7 separate regions of the Mus musculus genome follow, and all the other regions are linked to region 6. Evidence: chromatin contacts called from public HiCAR-type, HiChIP or PLAC-seq and promoter capture Hi-C data. All regions are on one chromosome and are shown on one strand. Each heading gives the region's core, a stretch centred on a gene start, on an enhancer-like site or on the middle of the called end of the contact. The rest is flanking DNA. Distances are from core to core; before and after follow the strand shown.

Region 1 (3,063 bases), core at 461-2,960, 1.2 Mb before region 6:
CTGTAGCTGTACAGATGGTTGTGAGCCCTTATGAATTTAGGACCTCTGCTTGTTCCAGCCCAAAGATTTATTTATAGCTATATATAACTACACTGTAGCTGTGTCTTCAGATGCACCAGAAGAGGACATCAGATCTCATTACAGGTGGTTGTGAGCCACCATGTGGTTGCTGGGATTTGAACTCTGGACCTTCAGAAGAGCAATCAGTGCTCTTCCCTGCTGAGCCATTTCGCCAGCACTATTAATGTGTTTCTCACCATACTGAGATCCTATGCAAGCCGGGACATGATTGGTTAACTAGTTCTTTTTAGCACAGCATCTAAATAGGTACTCAGTGATTCTTATGAGTGAAAAAAAAAAAGAGGATAAAATACAGCTATACTAATGTTACCCTTGTGAGCTGCTATGACTGAATTTATTCCATCTGGATAAAAGAAAATGAAGACAAACAAACAAACAAAAACCAAACCAAAAATAAATAAATAAATAAATAAATAAACACAACCCCAAAAAACCAAAATCAGAACTTTGGGTTTAAGAGATGATTTTAATCTAATTAAAACCTCCCAGATCTTAAAGGAGAACAAGAAGATGGCTATGCTGGGTACGTAGTTTTTAACCTGGTAAAGAATGGGAGATAGCCTAATTAAGTATGAGGCCACTGTAGTGCAGCCTATCCATGGGTGAGGGCACTCACAGTCTCTCGATGATTGGCAGCAGCTGACACAAGGCTGTGCCACAAATGGATATGCATAATCCCTTTGTAGGAACAAGTAATGAGAGAATCGTCTCGCTGTCTGCTTGAGGGAACAGGACAGAGAATAGAACTTCTCTTCCTGGTTAAGCCAAGGATTTTGGAGTACTCAGAAGAAAAGCAAAGCCCAAAAGGATGTGTGGAACTCACAACTGAAATGATAGATAAGAGTGTTAACAGTGAAGTGAAATGTGTGTGTCTGTGTGTCTGGGTGTGTCTGTGTCGGGGGCAGGGTGATCTTATGTCTTCTACAAGTTTGTATAGCAATCTGTTTGTAAGATTTCCAAAAGCAAACAGTCTCAAAACCGTTTATCTTTAGAAAGAGTATGGAGAGGCATTTGTCTCCAATTTAGCCCCCTGCTTTCCCTAGTTACATCTTCAGCTCTGCATCATTTCCTTGAGCCAAAACCTGCACAAAGTTGTCAACAAGCTCGAAGCACCCAGCAAACCATGGCGAGGCTATCCTTTCAAAGGGACATCTGATTTTCACAACAAATATGGAAATAATGCTGTATTGGACCACGGACGAACTTTCTCTATCCCTGGATTACGTACAAGGCAATAGAATGAACTCCTGTTAGCAGAGTCACCTTAATGGAATGAAGAGGCCTGCAGGGATGCCAGGACACACACAAACAGTTGTATGAAGTAAGGGAACAGATGTGAGACACAGCAGTGAAAGAAGTTACAAAACAGAAAGAAAACAAATACTGTGTTGTACAATCTCTTTTTGCAGGACATTTGAAAATGCTAAACTGAAATTGACCTGGCACTGTGAGCTCAAAATACCCAAGGAGATTTTCGTTGTTTAGAATTAAATTTGGCAACATTTCAGTCTGCTTCCAGGGAGCATAGGTTTGAAGCTCACCCCGACTTTCTGCATCACTGGGCACCCTGCTTTCCTCTCTTGGCTCAGAAATGTCCGCCGGGAATACAGCCTGTGTTCTGCCAGGAGCAACAGATGCTATGCAGGGTGACTTCTGGGCAGCTTTTGACTAAGTATCACCCAAATGGTCCTCCATTAAAGCATTTCTTGTAAAGAGGCAGACAGTCGCTGGCAGGAGCAACGCATTTCATTATCAAACTGTGATTAACATTCATTATCAGCGTAGCTATCTATTTTCCTGGCAGGACCTATTCCCTATGGTACACATTTATGGAAAGTTGGGTAAGACACTGGCTTAGTTTATGAATTGTTCAGGATTCTTGACCTACAAGCAAGAGCAACCAAAGCTAGGTAACTTCAGTCAAGGCAAATATTGTATTATAACTGGTATTTGTGGTGTGATACCAGAGACTCTTACCATGGCCACCACCTCTGGGAAAGGACCAAGGCATTTCCCTACCTATCTTTATGCTACTTCAGTCAAGAATTGGCACCTCAGAAGATCAAATGTTTTGCCGTATTTAATTTTCTTCCTTTTCTGATAAAATTGGGGATAGTCATAGGAAATGTTTGGCAAGAAGCTCTGTTGGGGTGATCTTTTTGTATACAGTGTAAAGATTGTCTTTGCATTATTCAAATGTTGATTTCTGTGCTGGCAGATAGTTAAATGCAGACCCATTTTGGTATTATTGTTCATATGGCTACACAATATTTTGTAACCACTCCCTCTGCCACCTTCTGTTTGGTTTTAATAAAAAGCTGATGACCTGTAGGAAAATCAGGAAAGAAAGGTGGGGTTTCGGGGCAGAGAGAGGAGAACTCTGGGAAAGAGTCAGGTACGGGGAGAATCCAACCCAACACAGAGGAAGAAGCAGGCCACAGCACGAGAGACTGAGAGGTAACAAGCCACATGGCAGGCATAGAGTAATTTAAATTATGAGAGATAGTTGGGAACTATAGTAACCAAAGGCCTAAAGCTAATTTAAATAGACATAGTCTCCATGTCATTATTCAGAGTTAGGACAGACATAGAAAGCTCATTGGTTATAAAACTCCAAGAAACTTTTTGCTTATTGCAGTGGCAAGATAAGCATTTCCATCATTCAAGACTATACATAAGAATAGAAGCTGGTAGGAAAAATAGGAAAAGAACAACTTCATATTGGTATCAGTAAGTGGAAAGAAGTCTGAAGAGAGAAAGAAACAACAACAGCAGCAGCAGCAACAACAACAACAACAAAAGCAACAGAAACAACAGCAACAGCAACAACAGCACTAGCAACAATAGCAACAGCAACAAAAACAACAACAGCAACAACAACAGCAATAATAATAACAACAGCACAGCAACAACAACAGCAGCAACAACAGCAACAGCAACAGTAACAACAGCAATAACAACAAAAGCAACAGAAACAACAGC
Region 2 (3,310 bases), core at 564-3,063, 1.2 Mb before region 6:
TACAATTAGGAAGTAGCAACAAAATAACTTTATGGTTGGGGGGTCATCACAGCCTGAGGAACTGTGTTAAGGGGTCACAGTGTTAGGAAGGCCGAGGACCCCGGTTCTGTATATTAGAGAGCGAATCAGAAGTCAACTCAAAGTCCACCCGTAAAGAACATAAGTGAGATGAGCTGAGTCAGATCGTTAGCAAGCGTAGTTACTATAGTCGCTGATGCACATTTAGTAGCATTAGAAAATGTTTTAGAGGAGCAACACACATATTTGACACATGCCGTGCTCACCAGTGAAGCTTATTTTAGTGCAGACAAAGCTCCGTTCCAGGCATCGCATATGCTAAGCAAATGCAGTCTCTCAGCTATATTTGTATTTCTTTCAGTATCCTTTCAATTAAAAAAAATTATAAAAGAATGTTAAAACAAAAACAAAACCCATAGCCACTGGGGACCAGCTGCCCCAGCTCCTGTTTGTTCAAGACCCTGTGCTTCCTGATCAACAGTAACAGAGGGGACATTAACACAGATACCACTGTCATCAGTTAATGTAAGTACCGTGTGTTGAGAAGAGGCCGGGAACTCCACTGCTGTTACACGTCTGCAGGCACAACTTGGAAGAGAAGAAAAGAAAATGGCATTCTATTAAGATGATGAGTATTCAATTATATGTATATATATATATACATATATATATACATATATATACATATATATACACACACACACATATATATGTCAATTTTATGTGTGTAATGTAATAACTATATATATATATATATATATATATATATATAATGGCCATATATGATAGGATATTACATGGTATGTCATATGATATTACATATCATCTTTGTTACCTTTCTGTTCCTGCCAGGAAAAACCTTAACAAAAGCAATTTAAACGTGAAAGGGTTTATTCTGGCTCCCAGGTCCAAGGTGCAATCTGTCATGGCAAAGAAGTCATGGCAACAGGATCCCTGAGGGCTCAGGTCACCACAGTCAGGAAGTAGGGAACAGCAGGGATACTTGTCACTCACATCCTCCTTTTTATACAGTCCAGGATCCAAGCACTGGGAATGGCGCCGCCTGTTGTGGGTGGGGCTTCTTGCCCCAATCCCTCTAAACAGGATAATTCTTCACATGTGTGCTGAGGGTGGTTGTCTTCAAGTGACTCTAATCTCCTAAAATTGACAATCGAGATAACCCATTACAGCTGCTTCAGCAATCTCAAAATACAAATGAAGTTGGATATTATGGTACCGTTAGTTTTTAAAGTGGCCCTCATGATTTTAGCGATGACTGAAAATGAAATGATACTCTATAAAGTAGCAAAACTTGGGAGGGGAGGGATATTTTCATTCCCTCAGTGAAATTATATTTTATGAATTAAATATGAAAATCAGTTATATAAAACTTAACCTAGTGTTCTTTTAAATAGCATTTCTTAGAGCCTGTCAAGCATTTAAAACATGCTGTCATCAATATTCCTGTCTTGGCCTGTAGGTGGCACTGTAAGCTTATATTTCTCATACAGTAAACGGAGCCAGCAAAAAGCATATCTTTGTTATCCATCATAACTAGAACATTATTTAGCTGTTACGCATACCGAAAGTCGTTCCATTTAACAGTATTTGGTATGAAATATATTTTTTAATTCCAAGGACCTTATTATGTCTTAAGAACCAACTGATGATAGCTTCATAAGCATAACCTTTGCTCTAGTTTTAATTACCAAGGTTACATTTGAGACTAATGGTGCGTAAGGACCAGGAAGGTGAACAGTCTTAACTTTGAGGTGTTTTGCTGTATTACCACAGTCAGGGGGTGTGAACCCCCGGCCTTGCTCACCCTAAGCAAGTGCTCTGCTGGCTGAGCTGAGAGCCACACCGCATCTTATCAAGGCACAACTGCCTTGTTTTTGTTTGTTTGTTTTGTAACTTGTAAAAGTTGAAATCTCGGTAACTTTAGACACAGTTAACATTTATTAGCGTTGTATAAGTATCTCTCATATTAATCCATACTCATCCCAACCCCCATTGGGAATGTAATATTTCCTGCTTTGGGCAGTTTAGAAGCCTATCTGAGTGATCTGTCTCAGATCAGACAAGATGTGGTGTGGAATTGAACTTGACCATGCTTCCTAGGTGTCTTACATAAGGTCACTATTGCAAAAGCAAGTTGGGGAGGAAAGGGCTTATTTCACACAGAGCTCCAGGTAACAGTTCATCAGCAAAAGCCTTGAGGGCAGGAAGTTAAACAGGGCAGGAACTAGAGGCAGGAGCTGATGCAGAGCTCATGGAGGGTGCTGCTTACTGGCTGGCTCCTCATGGCTTGCTCAGCCTGCTTTCTTATAGAACCCAGAACCACTAGCCCAGGATGGCACCACCCACAATGGGCTGGAACCTCCCTCTTTGATCACTAATTGAGACAATGCCTTATAGCTGGATCTCATGGAAGCATTTCCTAAATTGAGGCTCCCTCCTTTTGATGACTTTAGCTGCTTTCAAGTTGACATAAAACCAGCCAGGACACCAGGTCCTGGCTTTCCCCAGTGTTGCCTTCTGAGAGCAAGCTCTGTGGTAATAATTTCTCTGTCTACAAACTTAATACCGTCTTCTGCTGCTGAGCAGGCACATGGTGGATGTCTTGAGGGAGAAATAATATTCTTTCTGAGATGCCAATCTAAGTAGAAGATCCAAATTATTCTGGTGTCATTCACATATTTGAGTATGTTCCACAGGGGTATATTAAAATCGCTATAGCTGATAGGAAACCGAGTTGATACCTGAGGCAATTCTAAATGTCACAGGAAAAGCTGAGTGACGAAGTTTAGTCCTAATTCAGAGCTAGCTTCTCTAGTCCTTCCAGAGGGCATTGTGCTTAAAGAAGAAGCGAGTCGACTGATTCTAGTTTATACACATGACTGGCATCTGCTGGTTCACTTTATTATTATTATAATATTATAATTACGTTCATATTATTATTATCATTATTATTATCATCATCATTATTAATTATTCTTTCATAAAATACATCCAAACCAGTTTCCCCCCTCTCCATTTCTCCCTGCTCCTCCTTCCCCTCTTCCTCTGTTTACCTTCAGAAAAGAACAGAGCCCCCAGGATGTCAACCCAACATAGCATAACAAGCCACACTAACACTAGGCACAAACACTCTTACCAGGGCTGGGCCACGCAAGCTAGTGGGAGGAAAAGGGTCCCAAGAGCAAGCAAACGAATCAGAGACTGCCCCACTTCCACTATTAGGAATCTCACAAAAACACCAAGGCTAACAACCATAACATAAGCAGAGACC
Region 3 (3,521 bases), core at 797-3,296, 1.3 Mb before region 6:
CAGATCAAATTAATACTGCTGACACTATAAGTCAGATAGCAGAAAAAATGTCTGAGGCATTGCTTACCCTGCAAAGGGTGGATTCTCATATCACCTCAGGGTTAATGTTAGTGAATCAGAGTGGATATTTTACAACATGACATGGAACAGATGATGGATGTCATACAAATGAGTTGTGTGGCATCCACTTTGCATGTGTGCATTACTCCCAATAGGTACATTAATAATTCTTTTATTAAAAGTACAGACCTATCGAATTACCTGAAGGGGAACTGGTCGCAGGAGCTGGAAAGGTTGCAGACGAGGCTGCAGATGCAGATCCTGAACCTTAATGGGACCAGAGTGGAACCAGTGACCCTCGGAGACTTTACCTCTTGGCTTACCTCTGCTTTTTCTTACTTTAAGGAATGGGTGGGAGTGATTTTGTTTGGTGCTGCCATATGCTGTGGACTGGTGTTCATGCTCTGGTTGGTATGCAAATTCAGAACCCAACAAAAACGTGACAAGGTGATTATAACTCAGGCACTTTTAGCTATTGAAAACGGCACCTCCCCTGAAGGTTGGTTATCTATGCTCAAGAATTAGTCGGCATCTGAGTTCTCTGCTCTTGCACCCCACGACACTGGGATGAGAGAGACTCAACGATCATTGATCAGCCCTTGCTCATTAATAGGGTGATCATGATTTCCCCACTAATTCATTTTTTGGCTGGCCTCTTTTGCAGAGTTCGCCCTAGGTCATTTAGCAGTTACTGTCACACAGCACTGCGGTATTCAGAGACGGGCAACTTTCCTCATGCACAGACCAACCTAAGACACGGGGCCCAGTGGCGATAGGGTTACCCTATGACAGGAAAGGCTGTGACATTAGAGGAATGACCTAAAACAGGAGCCACGGCGGATGGACGTAATTGCACAGGCCTAGACCAGCCTCATTTTATTAAAACAAAAAGGAGGAGATGTGGGAAGCCGTTGCAGAGTGGCAGTTACAGAGTGGCAGTTACAGAGTGGCAGTTACAGAGTGGCAGTTGCAGAGTGGCAGTTGCAGAGTGGCAGTTGCAGAGTGGCAGTTGGCTACAGCTGGCCACCACACATACATAGCCAGTAAAGGTTCTTTTGCCAAGGTGAGGTTTTGAGAATTGACAAAAGTTAACCAATCAGATGAGAGACAAGTTAACCAATCAGATGAGAGACAAGTTAACCAATCAGATAGAGACAAGTTAACCAATCAGATGAGAGACAAATTAACCAATCAGATGAGAGAGAACGCCTGTCCTAGTCCTATAAAAGCAGCACCAGTTCTGGGCTCGAGGTCTTTTCGCCTCTGCAATCAAGCTCTCCCAATAAACGTGTGCAGAAGGATCCTGTTGCAGCGTCGTTCTTCCTGGCCAGTCGAGCGCGCGCAAGACCCTTGCATACACAAAGTTTGAGGACATCGCGACATGATACCGTTTGCTGTTATATTATATACCGTTTCCCCTATTTGATAACTATCGCCAAGATAAAGACTGTGACTAAAAGCAACTTGGGGAGGAAAGGGTTTGCTCGGTCTGCATATCTACATCATAGCCCATCTCTGAGATCACAGGCCACCTCTGAGGGAAGCCAAGGCAAGAACTCAAATAGCAACCGAAGCAGAGGCTGTGAGGAACACTGCTGGATGGCTGGCATCTTCAGCTTGTTTTCTTACACAGAACCACCTGACCAGACATTGAGGGGCAGGGGAGAGGGAGTGCTCTATGTCAATCAAGAAACTATCTCACAGACTTGGTCACAGGCCCATCATATGGAGGCAGTGTCTCAACTGAGGCTCTCTCTTTTCAGGTATCTCCAGCTTGTGTGTACTTGGAAAAAAAATAACAGGTGCACATATATAAAACTTATACACTGGCTTTGAAATAACATAATGGATTTGGATGAAGACGATACCAAGTTCGAGATACAGCAGCAATGGTAATTTCCAAGAAGGGTTGAACATACAGCTCTCTGACTCAGTCGAGAATTGGGGCTGAAACACAGACAAGCCAACATTAGCAATGTGAGTCACTGTTTCTCACAGTGCCGTCTCTACACCATCTGTGTTACAGTAAACTGAGGTGAGGTGTTAGCACCCCAGGATTCCACCACTGAATCAGAAGTTCTTCGGGCGAGCTTAGTAACCTTCATTTTAATACATCCCTGGTGATTCATTTGTTCATGAAAGCTGGAGAAACATAGGTAGAAGGAATTACTGTTTTTAACCGTGCGTTTAGTTATCTTGCAAAATAAGAGGTTTCAGTATAAGATCTTTGTAGAGCATATCTTGTCTCTTGCTCTTATCTGCCCACCTCGCTGTCTTCTTCCATCCCCTCCTCCTCTTGCTTGTCTCTTTTCTTCACAGAAATGGTCTCCTTTCTGCATTCTTGCTACATATGTATGTGTATATATGGCATATAATATATTTAAAATTATATATACATAACACTATATATATATATATATATATATATATATATATATATATATATATATAGTCTTTAAGTCCACACTCTGCACAGGGGAAAACACATAATAGCCTTTCTTGCCCCTATTTCTCTCTCTTGTTCCCCTCACCCATCTCCCTCAGACCTCTCCCTCACACCCTTGTAGAAGAAATTGTTGGTGTTTCCTGCTATAGATAAAGTTGCCTAAGAGGCAGAGAAGCAGGCAGGGAACCACTGCCAACGTATTTCTCTGACACGATTCAGTCTTTTGACCACATATTAAGACCGTCTCCCCCACCAGATTCCCAGACAATTGGCCTACAGCAAGGCTTGAAAACTTGCGTCGATGTGGCCCTGTGAATTATTAGTTTTGACACTCACACTAACTTCAAAAGTTTATCTCAATAGTGAATATTTAAAAACAGCAGAGTTCACATAGTGAAAGGACAGAACTGAATTTCCAGTTTCTCACAAATCATACAAGAACTGGCTTTCTAGAGCCTACAGCCATGACGGCGAGCAGCTGGCCGACAAGGTCTCCTTTAGTCATTTACTTACCTGCCCTGATGCATGGACTCTGAGCCATTTGAGGTTTTAAAGACATATATATCTTAAGGGGCTTTCTTACTTGATTCCCTGCATCCAACACACCAGCCTCCTAGCCCCCCTCACCATCCCAGATCCCAAAGTCCTCCGAACTTGGCTCTTGGATTTATCCCAGCATACAGACCCTATTTCTTGGTGTAGGTTTTAGCATCTTGGATCCTAGAATCACACAAACACAGCATCCTGAAAGTGGTTGTCCCTCAGACTGAGGTCGAGCCTAGCATTACCACATATCTGTTTCAGCCAGGACAGGATTCTCTGTTCAGTACACGCCAGAGGGGACACCTAGTTTCCCAAAGGGAGCCTTGACAAGCTCTAGAAGACTCAGTAAAAATCAATCTCTCTCTGAAGGCAGCAGAGCTTCCTTGTCTGGATGGATGCAGAGATCTGGGTCGGGGTAGGGCACAGAATTCTGTATGTGATCAGATGGTGATGTACGAGGAGACACCTGCTG
Region 4 (3,112 bases), core at 563-3,062, 1.7 Mb after region 6:
TGTGTTCAGTTGATTGAAAATCAGGGTCCAGTTTTTCCCAGTGGTACCAAGCAGGCGTGAGACTACCAAGTCTAGGTCTTGGCAGTGTAGGCAGCCAGAATTAGACACTTTTGAATATAAAGCAAGAAGGGTGATGTAGGTGGAGAACAGAAAGCACCTTCAAAATGATTCATATTCCGTGGGTAAAATTCAGACTCTTGGTGCTAAAAAGTACAGTATCTTTATCATACCTCCATCTTCCTCTTGATTTTTGTCTGATAACAACCTGAAAATGACTAGTCAGATAGGAAAGTTTCACAATTGGAAAAATAAAAATATTTACTGCAGATAAAAGTATGCTTTTCTAAAAGAAAATTAGAGCCAGGTATGGTGACATATACCTATAATTATAGCACTGGGGAGCCAGAGGCAGGAAAATGGCAAGTTCTAAGTAGTCTGGGTTATACTGTGAGAACTTGACAGGGTGGGAACAGAGGGAGAAAGAGGAGGAGGCAGGAGAGGAGGAGGAGGAGGAGGAGGAGAGAGAGAGAGAGAGAGAGAGAGAGAGAGAGAGAGAGAGAGAGAGAGAGAACTTGGAGACTAAGAAAAGTTTAGTCTCTAGAATGACTATGAAGGAGTATTCTATTCTTCCCGTGCCTCCAGAGTTCCCCGACAAATAACTCTCAGTATTTGGATGACAAAACTGATTTCAGTTCCCCAGATCGCAAACCTCTAAAGGAAGTTAGCACCTTCAGAAGTAATTCTGTCCTGACTGAAAGCCATTCTTACTTATCCGAGTCTGCTTTAAAATCACAGTTAATTACATAGCCTACTTCTGGACTTCCTGTGACACAGATCCAGACAGAAGTTCTACTTTTGTATCCACTTTGTATGATAACAGCCGCAAAGTAGAAATGTAAACACGGCAGGCGAGGGGGCATTCGGGAAACATCACTTTCTTTAGATACTGGGTGATATACACTGCAGGAAGAATCCTTGAAATGTGTCTTCTAATTTAAAAGTATAAAAGCAAACTGACCCTAGACTTGACTGTTTTATTACTGTTTTTTTAATTACCCTCCCTTGCTGGAAATATTCACTGCACTGCTCTACCAGAAACTCGCTGTATATTAAGGAGCATTCTTAGAATAGTTTGAAAGGTTAACGGACTCACCTTGCCAATAAGAGCCCTGTTTTCATTTTGCTGCTACCACCACCCAGATAATGTCAAAGGTGCTTCTCCTCTGCCAACATTTGACAAGATTTCCCCTCTTAAAGCAAATCTCAAGACCCCGGGACATAAGGCCTATCACAGAACAGTCTTCAGGAACAGATGGGAAGGCCCGCTTACCTGCTGTACACTGGCAACTCTCATGTAGGAGTCCAGGACAATCAACAGAGGCACGTGGAAATTTTTATCTTCAAATAACTTGGAGGCTGGAAAAGAAGGGGGCAAATGGGGGATGAAAACAAAGTCACAAACCACGGCATCCTGGCATCCTTTCAATCTTCCAGGGATCTCAGCTCCTTCCTCCCTGAAGGAAAGGAGTGGGGTGCCCAAGATTAAGACTCAAGTGCAGGATAAAGTTTGCAGAGGAGGGAGGGGCTGCAGGCATTACCGCGGTCCGAGTAGGTGAACACCAGCATGTCCTCCAGGAGCTGAAGCAACGTCTCGATCTGCTTGCCTTCCTGGACATTATTCAGCCTGACTATCAACTTCTTCAGAGCCTCCTCCTCCTCTTCCTCTTCGCAGCCCTGACAGGCGCCACTGGCCATGGTGCAGCCGGCGGGGACTGCGGCGAGCTGGGACGGCTCCTGCTCTCAGAGCTGCTCGGCCGCCTCCGCTGCAGGCCCAGCCCTCGGTCCCCAGCCGCGCCCAGACGGTGACGGCGACCGCCCCTGCCCAGTCTCAGCCCGGCCTGCCCAGCCGCATCGCGCCGCTGGGAACTCCGCCGGGGAAAAGCGAAAGCCGCCACCCCGCCACTAAGAATAGCAAAGGGGCGTTGGGAAAGGAGGACACCGCCCAGTTGGCCCCTTTCAGGAAAGCGGTTTCTTTTAAGAGTTCCCCCTATAGGGAGAGGAGTAATTTGCTCCCCAAAGAATGCAGCGTTTAACAATCAAAATCGGCCAGCTACATGGGCTTTAGGAGTTGTTTGCTTGTTGGTTATCCTGAGCTCTGGTTGTGGTTGCCAAAAGGCCTCTCTCTGTTTTGAGTTTGCAGGCAGGATCTGGGAGCTCTGATTCAGCTCTCAAGGATGGAACTCACAGCAGAGTCAGTGAAGCTAAGGTTGGAAGAAACAGTCTTTAAACGGCATTCTTGGTCTGAACTAGTTATTAGTACTGCTGCCCGGGCCTCTAAAGTTAAAAGGGGTATTCTGAAAGCCGGGGCAACTGCTAATTCCAGCACCTGGGAGGTGAAGACAAGAACCAAAGAAATCGGAGGCCATCCTTGCTTCATACAAGTTCAAGGCCAGCCTGGGCTATAAGAGCCTACCTAGAAAGAAGGAATGGGGGGAGGGGAGAAAGGGAAGGGAAAAGGAGAGGGAGGAAGAAGTAGAGGAAGAAGAGAGAGGGAGAGAGCAGGGGGAGAGGGGGAGGGGGAAGGAGAAGAGGTAAATGAAGAGTTGAAGCAGGAGAAGAAAGGGGAGGGGGCGGGGGAGAAGGGGACAGATCTGCAAGGCACAGTGCTAAAGCATCCCTGTGAAGAAGATGTTGCATCCCAAGAAGAAAGCAAAAGAAAATGCTCACGTAGTAAGGTTTTTCAAGAAGAGAAGTCTCTGGTACAGTGCTGTAGTCAAGGCTTGGATGTTCTATGGTCTCAGATGACCCAACCTCAAGGTTATTTACCCCGAAGGAGAATTAGAGCAGTTAATTTATTTCCTGGCTTCTAGTTCGTTAACATTCTGATAACAATTCACAAACGGATGAGGAGTTCTTTCCTGTCTGAGGAAATGTCTTTGGGATGGGTAAGAGGTGGAGGGGTTTGAGAGGCGGGTTGAGAGCCAAGACACAACTGAAGGTCAGGCTGAAAGTTTGTCCACACTCTGCACTTTCAGCAGAACAAGAAAGCAAGTTTCCATCAGCTTGGGTACTCACTGAGTGCTTCTTGTTGCCAAGGGTTTTCACCTTTGCG
Region 5 (3,276 bases), core at 78-2,577, 1.2 Mb before region 6:
ATAATGTCATCCATTCACCAAGACATGTCCTATCTGTGACAGATATTAATCCAGGTGCCTGAAAAATAAAACGTTAGGAAGAATAGGGAGAAAAGGGAGGCAAGAACACAGGGGAGTTTTATTCTAATGATGGAAGAAGGTAGCAAGCTGAGAATGCATTTGGCAGTCTGTTAAACGCTGCCTGCGGTGGTTTGAACAGGAGGGGATTCCATCGTCCCTCATTTGAGTACTTGGTTCCCAGTTGGTGACTTGTCTCAGTTAGGGTTTCCATTGCTGTGAAGAGACACCATGACCAAGGCAATTCTTATAAAGGACAGCATTCAATTGGGGCTGGCTTACAGGCTCAGCGGTTCAGTCCGTTGTTGTCTGCAGTGCAGTCAACAGAAGTCTGTGCTACTGTAGAGTGCGAATTCATCTCCTAAGTTGTTTTGTTTGTTTGTTTTTTGTTTGTTTCTGTTTGAACAGGGAACACAACAAAGACAAGACTGGGAGGCCCAAGTTTGGCCGGAGTGATCAGATCAGTCTTGAAACATGTAGGAAGCAAAAATGTTTAGCATGAAAATAGGAGAATTAAAAAAAAAAACCCTGAGCTCTTTGGCATACATCTTGAAGAATTACTCCCAGAAACGGAAAAATCGATTTTTTTTTTTTTTTAAATTTCCTGCTTTGGGGCCACTGTGTCCATTCCGAAAGCTAATGGTGCTTTCTTGCTCTCTTGGGAATGCTTTTCCTGCCCCTCTCTTGCTTCCAATCTGTCTTGCGCTTACCTCTCCCTCTACCTGTTGGACTGTCTGACTACAGCTAGCTTCCTATGCTCCCCATAGCGAGCAAGCGAGACACTCCGGCGGCAGAGCAGCGCACAGAGGCTGCGGGGCTCCCCAAGCCTCCTCTGCCCGAGTGCGCCCATTTCCTGGTTCTGGAGCGAAGCGACTGATCACCAACCCGGCCCGGGACAGAGGACAGCGGAGAGATCGTGGCTTGAGATCAGCCTTCCTCATACAACCTACTTCCTCTCGGACGTCCCTCGCTTCCTGGACAAGGCGATCGGCGTCCCGCCACGGTCCGGCGAGGACTCGGGGGTGGAGGACGCAGGACCACCAGGCGACTTCAGACTGCCTGCGATCGGGATGCTGCGGGTCACCGGGGCATCATATCCCCCTGTGGGACAGGGAGGGCAGGTCAGCTAAGGGTGAGAGTATAGGGGCGGAGCCAATCCGGAAGGCCACGCCTTTCCCTCCCCGAGCTCCACCCAGGGAAGAGCTACACCAACCGGAGCCTGTCCCTTTAAATGTCCCTGTAAGAGGCTAGGCGGCGGAAAGGCTTCTGGGCATGCGCACTGTGTCACTCGGCGGACCACTTTCTCACGGAAGCGAGGTAGAGCTCACAGAGTCTATTAGGATGCCGGGTCACCGGTGGATCCAAGACTGCTGGACCGGGGAGGGAGGCGTGGTGGCGGCGCCCAGGGAGCGGGGTGGGGTTGGGGTGGGAGTCCCTCTGCAGCCTCGGCTCGCCCCGCGGAGCGGAGGAGGAGCTCTTGCCACCCTCGCCCCCACGTGCCCTGTCTGCCCGCCTCTTGACTAGCTGCTTGACTGCCATGCCTTCGTGCTGCACTGTCCCCACGTGTAGCCTGGAAAGCCGTCCTATGGTCTTTCTTTTCCAACAATCCCTAGGGTTCCGAGGACCCCTGTGGACTTGGTCAGAGCTGACTGCTGATTTCCATCTGCCATTAGAAACAACTCCACGGGGGCAGATGCCAACCTTTGACAGGGTGTTCACTATCTTTCCTTGTCAGCATTACTTCAGCTGTATTCTCCCTATCCCCTCTGCTCTGTGTCAGGGCTTCCCCCTTCCCCCCCCCCCCCCCAGTGCCCGTCTTGATTGTACTTGCACGTGGTATTTCTACCCCGCTTCTGTCTCTTGAACTATTTCCAAAGTCAAGTAGCAGTTTATTATATACCATTCCTGATTATCATAGACAAAAGTTAACACTTCTTTCTTTCTTGTCACCATTAACGCTCTTACTGTGTTCTACTTGTATCTGTTCAACTAGTATCTACTGCAGACCTACTATGTCCTTGGTGCTGTTCTGAATATGGGCTAGTCAGAATTCTGGCTCATGTGGAACTGACACTTTAAGTTGAAGAAGATGGACAGTAAATAATGAACACATTAGCTAGTCATGCTATACAGGAAATTAAATCAGTTTTTTTCTTTGTGTGTGTGTGAAAGAAAAGAAAACAGGTTCCTAAAGCTTATAGATGAATCCTATAGATTAGATTATTGGTGGGTGAAAATGTCTGAGGATGTAGATGATCAATTACTTGTAAAGTCTGGGAAATACAAGAGCTAGGCAGTGAAGCTGCTCTCTCAGGGCTCCGTGTGTCGTGGAGAGAGTAGATTGTGTGAGGACTGTGATTCATTCCCTATAGAATTGGCCTTGGGCCGCTGCTCCAAGAAAACACCATGAGACTTTCTTTTCTTCTATGCCAGTGACTTGGTAGAAATTCCCTTTCATTAGCTTGAGATGTTTGTATCTTTCCTGTAGAGAATTTAGAACAAGATGAGGGACCAGGACTGACTTATCCGACCTTGAAGTGTACAGAGAAGTTCACGTAACTATTTATTATAGACTTTCCTTTCTTATCCTTCTTCGTGATCTAATTTCCAATGTATAAAAACACTACCACAGTCTCTGAAGTTTGCTCCAGGAGATTTTGAGGTTCTGAGGATGACAATCATTGTAACAACAGTCCTATTTTCTTCTCCCTTCTTTGTAGGTCTAATGATACTATTTTTCAGATAAACTTGAAATTGACCCATTTTATGTTTTTGTTTTTTTTTTAACTTTTGTTTGTTTGTTTTTCCAGGACAGGGTTTCTCTGTATAGCCCTGGCTTCTGGCTATCCCCTGGTCTGTAGACCAGGCTGCCCTTGAACTCTGCTTCCTGAGAGATGGAATTAAAGGTGTATATCACACCACCTGGCAAATATAAACATTTTGTCTGTTTTTGAGACGGTTTTTTTTGTTGTTGTTTTTTGTTTTTGTTTGTTTTGTTTTTTTCGAGACAGGGTTTCTTTGTGTAGCCCTGGCTGTCCTGGAACTCACTCTGTAGACCAGGCTGGCCTTGAACTCAGAAATCTGCCTGCCTCTGCCTCCTGAGTGCTGGGATTAAAGGCGTGCGCCACCACGCCCCGGCTTTTGAGACAGGTTTTTGACACAGGATTTCTCTGTGTAGCTGTGCATTTTGTTTCTTTTTGAGACAGTATTTCTATGTGT
Region 6 (3,060 bases), core at 168-2,667:
CATTGCATAAACCACTCAGCCTCTTTTATCTTGGAAAATTAACGCAACCTCTAATATATAACTTTTACACTCAACTAAGTCAGACTCTCTATTCTGCAAAAATAAAGTAATACTAAGCACCCAAGCAAACCCCACATAAAACAATCTTTTAAATGCTTTTCCAAATTTCTAGTAACTCAGTGCCTTGTGCAAGTGCTCCATCTCTGAGCTGTATACTCCCACCCGTTCTGCTATAATTCATTTTGACTTTCTTTTCTCAGAAGCTTGAAGCCTATTTCCCTCTTAATTACCCCAATTAATATCATATTCCCAATGATAAAAAGGAGAGCATCCTCCAGTTTGGTTATTAACTCTTGTTTGGTAAGTAACACATCAATACAGTAGTCTCCCTTTTGCTGGAGTTTTGCTTTCCTGTTTCAATTACCCACAGACGATATAGTTCAAAATATTAAGGACTTCCTAAACAGTTAACTCCTCAAGTTTTTAGTTGCCATCTCACTCTGAGTATCATGATGAAAATTTGCTCCATCCTGCTCTGGCCCAGCTGGATACATTTTCTAAACAACCTTATAGTATCCCAGGAGCCACACAGTCAGATCAACTGTTAAGTACGCAGTGCCTGAACTGGGTCCCCTTCAGTTAGTTAAGCCTGATGCGGAGGCTACAACGCCTCCATCAGCACACCCAAATAAGGCAGAAGAAGGCAGGGCTCCGAGAAGGGATGGATTTCATCTCTCCTTTCTTCAGGGGCAGCTTTCCTGATGACGGTTCACCGACTTGGCATGCTAAAGTCGCCCCTCGATCAGAGGGATGTCAAGCTAACTCTGGTTGTGGGGTACCCGCCAGATCGGCGAGGTGGGAAGCAGAGCTTCAAGGACCAGCGAGATGGCTGTTTGGGTCTAGCAGGCGAGGTGTGTATCCCCGACAGGCTGGAGTAAGGAGACTCGGGGAGGTGGTGTCCAGGGCACAAGCAACCTCGTCTGCCTTACGTAGGCTCACGAGCGTCCGTTTTATAACAAGCCACTGCAGAGCCCCGTGAGGCCAGGAGGACGCCGCTGCAATTAAAACCGGATCAGACCCTGGTTTCGTCACGTTTGAATTATGTAAGCTAGAGCAGGGCACCGAACCTCTCCCGAGCCTCTGGGTCGCTTCCCCAGAAGGAAGGATGACAGTCCCCGCCGCGCCGGGCGCACGCGTGTCTGCGGGCGCCTGCCATCGCGCCCTTCGGGGCGTGCGAGCCACGGCCGGAGCGCTCCGGGGCAGCCAGCGGGCGGGCGAGCTGGAGGGAGGCGGCGCCGCGAACTCGCCGCCGGTGCTGGGCCGCGCTCCCCGCGTTTGAAGTCTCCGGCGCGGCCGCTGGTTGGCCGGCGCGGGTCACGTGCGCGCAGGCAGGAGTTTCCCCGACAGCTGGAGGCTGCGTGGGATCCGGCGGCGGCGGCGGCAGCGGCGGCGGCGACGGCGGCGGCGGCGGCTGCAGCTCGCGGCGCGGCCTTCCCCGCCCCCTCGCCTCCGCGCTTCCGCCGGCCCCTCACCCCGGCGCTGACAGACCGGCGCGCGTCGGCAGCGAGCATGGGCGACAAGAAGAGCCCCACCAGGTAGGGCGCCCGCCGGCGGAGCGCCCGCGGCCCGGGGTCCCGTGGCGTGGCGTGGAGCGGCGCGGCGCGGGGCGCGCGCGTGTGTGTGGGGAGAGGGGGTGCGGCGCGGCGCGGCGGGGCGCGCGGCTGCCCACAATGGGCCGCGATGGCGGCCGGGGTCAGCGGCCGCGCTCCCCTCCCCCGCGCGGCGCCGGGCGGGGCGGGGGTCGCGGGCCGGGCGGGGCGGGGCGCGGGGCCGGGCGCGGCCTGCGGCTGACCCCGCGCTGCGTCGTGTCCGGTTGTGTCCTGCAGGCCGAAGCGGCAGCCGAAGCCCGCCTCGGATGAGGGCTACTGGGACTGCAGTGTCTGCACCTTCCGGAACAGCGCCGAGGCCTTCAAGTGCATGATGTGCGATGTGCGGAAGGGCACCTCCACCCGGTGAGTCCGGCGCGCCCGTGGATCCCCCGCGGGGCCCCCCGCGCGACGCGGGACGGCGGGGCGGCCAGCCAGGCGGCGGCCGCGGTGGGGCGCGACCCGGCTGAGCCGCGGCTGGCGGCGAGGGCTCGGTGGCGGCGGCGGTGGCGCCTGCTGCGGAGGATGAATTATCCATGGGGGTCGCCGGCCGCTGCCGTGCCGTGCCGTTCCATGCGTGGCCGGTGCGGTGCCCCCTCCCCAGCCGGGCGCAGAGACCGTGATCGCTGGTCGCATTGTGGTGTTAGTGTGCGGGGAGGGGGCGGGGACGGGGAGCCGGGGCGGGGGAGGGGACGGAGGAAAGGCCGCGATGTCACTCGGTCCCCCTGGGGAAAAAGTATCGCTTGTAGGATCGTAATGGATTAAACTTTCTTAGTAACGGATGTCCGGAAAGGGTCAGGCCAAGGTTTCGCGTCTGGGTTTTTTTTTGTTGTTGTTCTATTTCTGTAATAATTTTTTACAGTTAAGTAGTTGGTTGGGAGGTGAACCCAGCAACGCAGTTTTACTCCAGTGCCTGGATATTTTTACACAAACGAGATGACATGATCTTTGTCTGTTGCCGGCCCTGGATTTGTTGTATGGTAGGCATATAGTATTATAATTGTCTTTCCAAAAAAAAAAAAAAAAACCATTTAAAAGAGTTAAATTTAGGAAATTCGAACTCAGTAGCATTCTTGATCTGTCTCCACTTGGTCATAGTTCCCTTGGGAAGGCCGCCTTTAAATCCACTTCTACAGTGATTTGTAGCAATATTTAAGTAAGGCATTTATTTTGCTGCTATGAAGCCTATTCAAATACAAATGATTACAGAATACGGGGAATTTTCTGTTTGAAACAGAGGGCCTGTATAATTTTGACATTCTAAATAGTCAAAGTTATTTCTAAAAATGATGTATCCTGTTTTTTTTTTAAAAACTCAGTTTATAGAATTTTACTAACATTGTAAGTGTAGAGACATGTCAGGATTTTATTGTTTCTACAATACTGGTTGTTTTTGACATACCTGTCATAAATC
Region 7 (3,440 bases), core at 390-2,889, 1.3 Mb before region 6:
CCTTGACTGTCAAGATTCTGAGTTCCACCCCTTTCACTTCAAAACCAAACAAGCCAAGGACAGGTGCGGGGAGGAGCAGAGCACTTTGTATAACCCAGCACCCATGACAGGTTTTATCGTGCAAACAGCAATCACAGAAGTACATCTGGGGCCCTTGCTTTCAGTCCCGTCCAAAGACCACACAGCCTTTTAAATAAAGCAAAGCTTTCTCAAGCAATCAATGTAACCACCTAAGTGCCTCTGGATAGGGACCTGGATGGTATCTGTGGTACCCAACTAATTTGCAGCATCACATTGGTAAATCACATCCTTTCTCGTCACATTGTATCAAAGTTTAGTAATTTTCCTCCTCCGGTGTTTTTATCCTTGCAGACCTTGGGACATCGATAAGCAAGCTTTTTAACCCAGAAGCGAAGAGTGAAGTTGGTTTGAAGGTCTTCCAGAAAGACAGCATCCCAGTGTAATGGTGAGGTGGGGACCAGCCCGTCCTATTGGGTTATAAAGTGGAGACGTGACCATTGGACTGACCCTTTAAGAAAGCACAGACTGCCCTTCGGGCCATTTGCTTGTTGAGGTCTTACTCCAAGACAACAAAACTCAACGGGCTGATTAAAGTTCATTCAAGCCCGGAGTTACCTTTTAAGTGACTGGCAGTTTAAAGCAAATTAAGAAAAACTGATGGGTACTTTTTTTTTTAATCACAAGAATTATATGGAGAATGGGAGAGCAAGCAGTGGCGAACGGCTGAGTCAAAATCCCCAGTTGCTCTTAAACTACAAAGGTTGAGGGAATAGAAAGATACTATATCCAGATGGATCGATTGATTGATCAATCAATGGATGGATGGATGATAGATACAACAGAAATAGTTTTTACATAGATTTTACCACTATATTCAGTAAATTACAACTTGCTACAGAATGCAAATCAAACCATAAAAGCTTCCAAGACTGAGGTGGGGGTACCTCATATTTTACATACTTCAACTCACTTTGTTCTTTGTGTCCATACACTAATATCAAGGTAAGTATCACACACACACAAACACACACACACACACACACACACACACACACACACACACACACACACCGATGTTCCACAGAGGGTAGAATGAATCATAGCAGGCTAGATGTTCTCTCACGGGTCACACACAGCCGCGGGCCTGTGGTATTTTTCAAAATAGAAATGGAAAACTAGTTTTTTTAATTCAGTCACGATGGAGTTCGCAAACACACAGGCCTTCCCATTTCCTTCCCGAAAGGACACGGAGGAAATGCAACCTGTTCCTTTCCCCGGCAGGCAGGCAGCCGGGGGCTTGGGTCCCTGCGCCCCGGAATCGGTGGAGCGGGAAAGTTCGGGCTGCCCGCGGCCGGTCCCCCGGAGCCTCGGCTGGCTCGGTCCCCGGCCGGCTCCCGCGTCCCCGGCCCGGGGGCACGCGGGGCTGCGGGGCTGCGGGGATCCGGCCTGCCTGTGCGCCCGGGACTGCGGGCCGAGGGCTGCGGGCCGCCGCGTACTCACCGGAGGGCGCGCGGCTCGGCCACCGCGGCGGACGCAGGACGAGCGGCGACACGGGCCGCGGCGCGCTGCTGTCACCTGGCTATAAATACCGCGGCCCACGCCGCCGCCTACGCTGGCCGCCCTCGCCGCTCCCGCCGCGCCGCAGAGTCGGCCCCGGACCGCGCCGGGCACATGCCGCCACGCCCGCCCGCCTGCCGCGCCTCTGCGGAGCCAGACCGGACCGGACCGGGCGGGGCGGGGCAGGGCACGGCAGGGCACGGCAGGGCACAGCAGGGCAGGGGCGCTGCGGCGGCCTAGGGAGAGCGCCACCCGGCCATGGCCTGCTGGAACCGCATCAGCAGCACCCTGCGGGGAACCTGCGCCTGCCAGCAGCTGGGACCGCTAACTTTCTAAGGCGACCTCGGTCACACAGCATCCCTGCCTGCGGCTGTGTGAAGGGTGGGGGTGGGCAGAGGGTCTGTGCCTGTGTGTGTCTGTATGTCGGTCTATGTGTGTCTGTGTGTGTGTCTGTGTGTGTGTGTGTGTGTGTGTGTGTGTGTGTATATATATACACATATATATATGTATATGCATATATATGTGTGTGTATCTCTGTGTGTGTCTGTGTATATGTAAATTTATATGTGTATATGCATATATATTTATGTGTCTTGTGTATATGTATGGGTATACGCACATGTGTGTGTATCTCTGTGTGTCTGTGTATATGTAAATTTATGTGTGTATATGCATATATATTTGTGTATGGATGTATATATATTCACATATGCATGTACACATACATACATGTGTGTGTGTCTGTGTCTGTGTGTATATGCATATATATGTGTGTGTATCTCTGTGTGTGTCTGTACATATGTAAATTTATATGTGTATATGCATATATATTTATGTGTATTTGTGCATATATCTTCACTTATGTGCGTATACATACATATATGTGTATGTATATATAGATGCACACATATGCATATATGTAAATATGTGTGCCCATATAGACAGATTGGTACATGGCTGTGTCTCTGTATATATGCATATATAGATAGTTGTCTGTACAGAAATAGTGTGTGTACATAGATACATACACGCACACATAAATACAAATATACGATAATGTATACATTGCACAAATACGTGAGCACACATACACTCATGCACACATGTACACATAAGCACATCTCCCCAATGCTTGTCATTGGTGTGGGTTGTCTAGTTCTCTGCAGCATGTGTCAGGAGGAACCTTTGACTTGGCCTAAGGAACCCCTCTCTTTCCTCATGTCTGCTGCTTACTCAGCCCCTAATAGCAACCGCTACCTCAGCTTGCTGGCTGCTTTAATGTGTTAAACGTTGCTATATCCAGCATGCACATAGCTAGCTACTGCATACTGACAGCTGGTGCTAATGGGAATGATCACAGTCTGTACTGTGGAATGGAAAAGGAGATCATTCTTGGGTGCCAACAGCAGCACATTTAGGAAGGCCAGGGCAACCCTTTTCCTGGCTGGACTGAGGATTCAGAAGTGAGTTTTAGGAAGCAGAGGCAGCTGCGATATCTGCGGACTTGAAGTGGCCATGGAGAGCAAGTCCTAGGGGGCTCTGCTGTCCCTCCTGCTGGCTTCACATTTTTGCAAGTGACAGTGGTCATAGTTTATTTTCTGGAAACTGTGGCTTAGCAAGTCTCTTTCATGGTGTGTCTACAAATTTCCTTGTGTGCATCCTATGTCAGCATTCTGTGCATTTCACTGTGATATTTGGTTTTTACTTTTTTTTTTCCAGTTTATCTTAACTCTCCACCACCACCACCACCACCACCACCACCACCACCATTCTTTGAGCTGCCTGGGGGCAGAGACAAAATCTTACCATTCCCCCCTTAATACCCAGTGAACTCCAGGAATCCTTCAGTGAGTTAGAGATTA

The links. Promoter capture Hi-C pulls out the DNA fragments that hold promoters and counts their contacts. HiCAR-type assays count read pairs that join an accessible place to other places. HiChIP or PLAC-seq counts read pairs in DNA pulled down with a chosen protein or histone mark. Capture Hi-C pulls out chosen DNA fragments and counts their contacts.
Region 1: a HiCAR-type map of fibro-adipogenic progenitors shows a contact between it and region 6, with 6 times the contacts expected there. The contact joins the enhancer-like site here to the promoter of Yaf2 in region 6. A contact is called at or near these places in 3 of 39 promoter capture datasets (cranial neural crest, hippocampal neurons and maxillary cranial neural crest) and 3 of 115 datasets of contacts at active chromatin or transcription factors (astrocytes, embryonic limb bud and fibro-adipogenic progenitors).
Region 2: a contact with region 6 is called in a promoter capture Hi-C map of hippocampal neurons, with 6 times the contacts expected there. The contact joins the enhancer-like site here to the promoter of Yaf2 in region 6. A contact is called at or near these places in 18 of 39 promoter capture datasets (the 3T3-L1 cell line, 3T3-L1-derived adipocytes, the C10 cell line and 12 more), 1 of 484 Hi-C or Micro-C datasets (cortical neurons) and 5 of 115 datasets of contacts at active chromatin or transcription factors (astrocytes, embryonic limb bud, forebrain and 2 more).
Region 3: a contact with region 6 is called in a FOXA1 HiChIP or PLAC-seq map of pancreatic cancer cells. The contact joins the enhancer-like site here to the promoter of Yaf2 in region 6. A contact is called at or near these places in 2 of 39 promoter capture datasets (liver and pre-B cells), 1 of 15 datasets of contacts at CTCF or cohesin (the NIH/3T3 cell line), 2 of 484 Hi-C or Micro-C datasets (CD4 T cells and muscle stem cells) and 2 of 115 datasets of contacts at active chromatin or transcription factors (large pre-B cells and pancreatic cancer cells).
Region 4: a contact with region 6 is called in a promoter capture Hi-C map of pre-B cells. The contact joins the promoter of Lrrk2 here to the promoter of Yaf2 in region 6.
Region 5: a promoter capture Hi-C map of liver shows a contact between it and region 6, with 5 times the contacts expected there. The contact joins the promoter of Pus7l here to the promoter of Yaf2 in region 6. A contact is called at or near these places in 9 of 39 promoter capture datasets (the C10 cell line, the HPC-7 cell line, cranial neural crest and 5 more), 1 of 15 datasets of contacts at CTCF or cohesin (the NIH/3T3 cell line), 4 of 484 Hi-C or Micro-C datasets (CD4 T cells, CD8 T cells, Th1 cells and 1 more), 11 of 115 datasets of contacts at active chromatin or transcription factors (the 230-238 cell line, the NIH/3T3 cell line, astrocytes and 8 more) and 3 of 9 other capture datasets (adipose tissue, embryonic stem cells and liver).
Region 7: a promoter capture Hi-C map of hippocampal neurons shows a contact between it and region 6, with 5 times the contacts expected there. The contact joins the promoter of Tmem117 here to the promoter of Yaf2 in region 6. A contact is called at or near these places in 3 of 39 promoter capture datasets (embryonic stem cells, hippocampal neurons and liver).

What each region holds. Positions count from the first base shown.
Region 1 is chr15:94,502,303-94,505,365 of GRCm38.p6, reverse strand. No RefSeq gene overlaps it. Among named protein-coding and RNA genes, the nearest start is that of Pus7l, 40 kb to the left of the region's middle. Within about 2 kb of position 1,710, at least 19 of the 459 cell types and tissues checked have an H3K27ac peak or open chromatin away from gene starts, as enhancers often do. A contact at or near this core is called in fibro-adipogenic progenitors, where this site is marked.
Region 2 is chr15:94,518,909-94,522,218 of GRCm38.p6, reverse strand. No RefSeq gene overlaps it. Among named protein-coding and RNA genes, the nearest start is that of Pus7l, 23 kb to the left of the region's middle. Within about 2 kb of position 1,813, at least 2 of the 459 cell types and tissues checked have an H3K27ac peak or open chromatin away from gene starts, as enhancers often do.
Region 3 is chr15:94,606,521-94,610,041 of GRCm38.p6, reverse strand. No RefSeq gene overlaps it. Among named protein-coding and RNA genes, the nearest start is that of Gm30754, 8.9 kb to the right of the region's middle. Within about 2 kb of position 2,046, at least 15 of the 459 cell types and tissues checked have an H3K27ac peak or open chromatin away from gene starts, as enhancers often do. A contact at or near this core is called in pancreatic cancer cells, where this site is marked.
Region 4 is chr15:91,671,924-91,675,035 of GRCm38.p6, reverse strand. Lrrk2 (leucine-rich repeat kinase 2) reads right to left here and starts at 1,812. Exons shown (of 51, transcript NM_025730.3): 1 at 1,599-1,812; 2 at 1,331-1,416. The coding sequence starts at 1,755.
Region 5 is chr15:94,541,558-94,544,833 of GRCm38.p6, reverse strand. It overlaps Pus7l (pseudouridylate synthase 7-like), which reads left to right and starts at 1,327. Exons shown (of 9, transcript NM_172437.3): 1 at 1,327-1,374. Irak4 (interleukin-1 receptor-associated kinase 4) reads right to left here and starts at 1,174. Exons shown (of 12, transcript NM_029926.5): 1 at 1,008-1,174.
Region 6 is chr15:93,335,292-93,338,351 of GRCm38.p6, reverse strand. It overlaps Yaf2 (YY1 associated factor 2), which reads left to right and starts at 1,417. Exons shown (of 4, transcript NM_024189.6): 1 at 1,417-1,595; 2 at 1,887-2,012. The coding sequence starts at 1,570.
Region 7 is chr15:94,627,384-94,630,823 of GRCm38.p6, reverse strand. It overlaps Tmem117 (transmembrane protein 117), which reads right to left and starts at 1,639. Exons shown (of 8, transcript NM_178789.4): 1 at 1,522-1,639.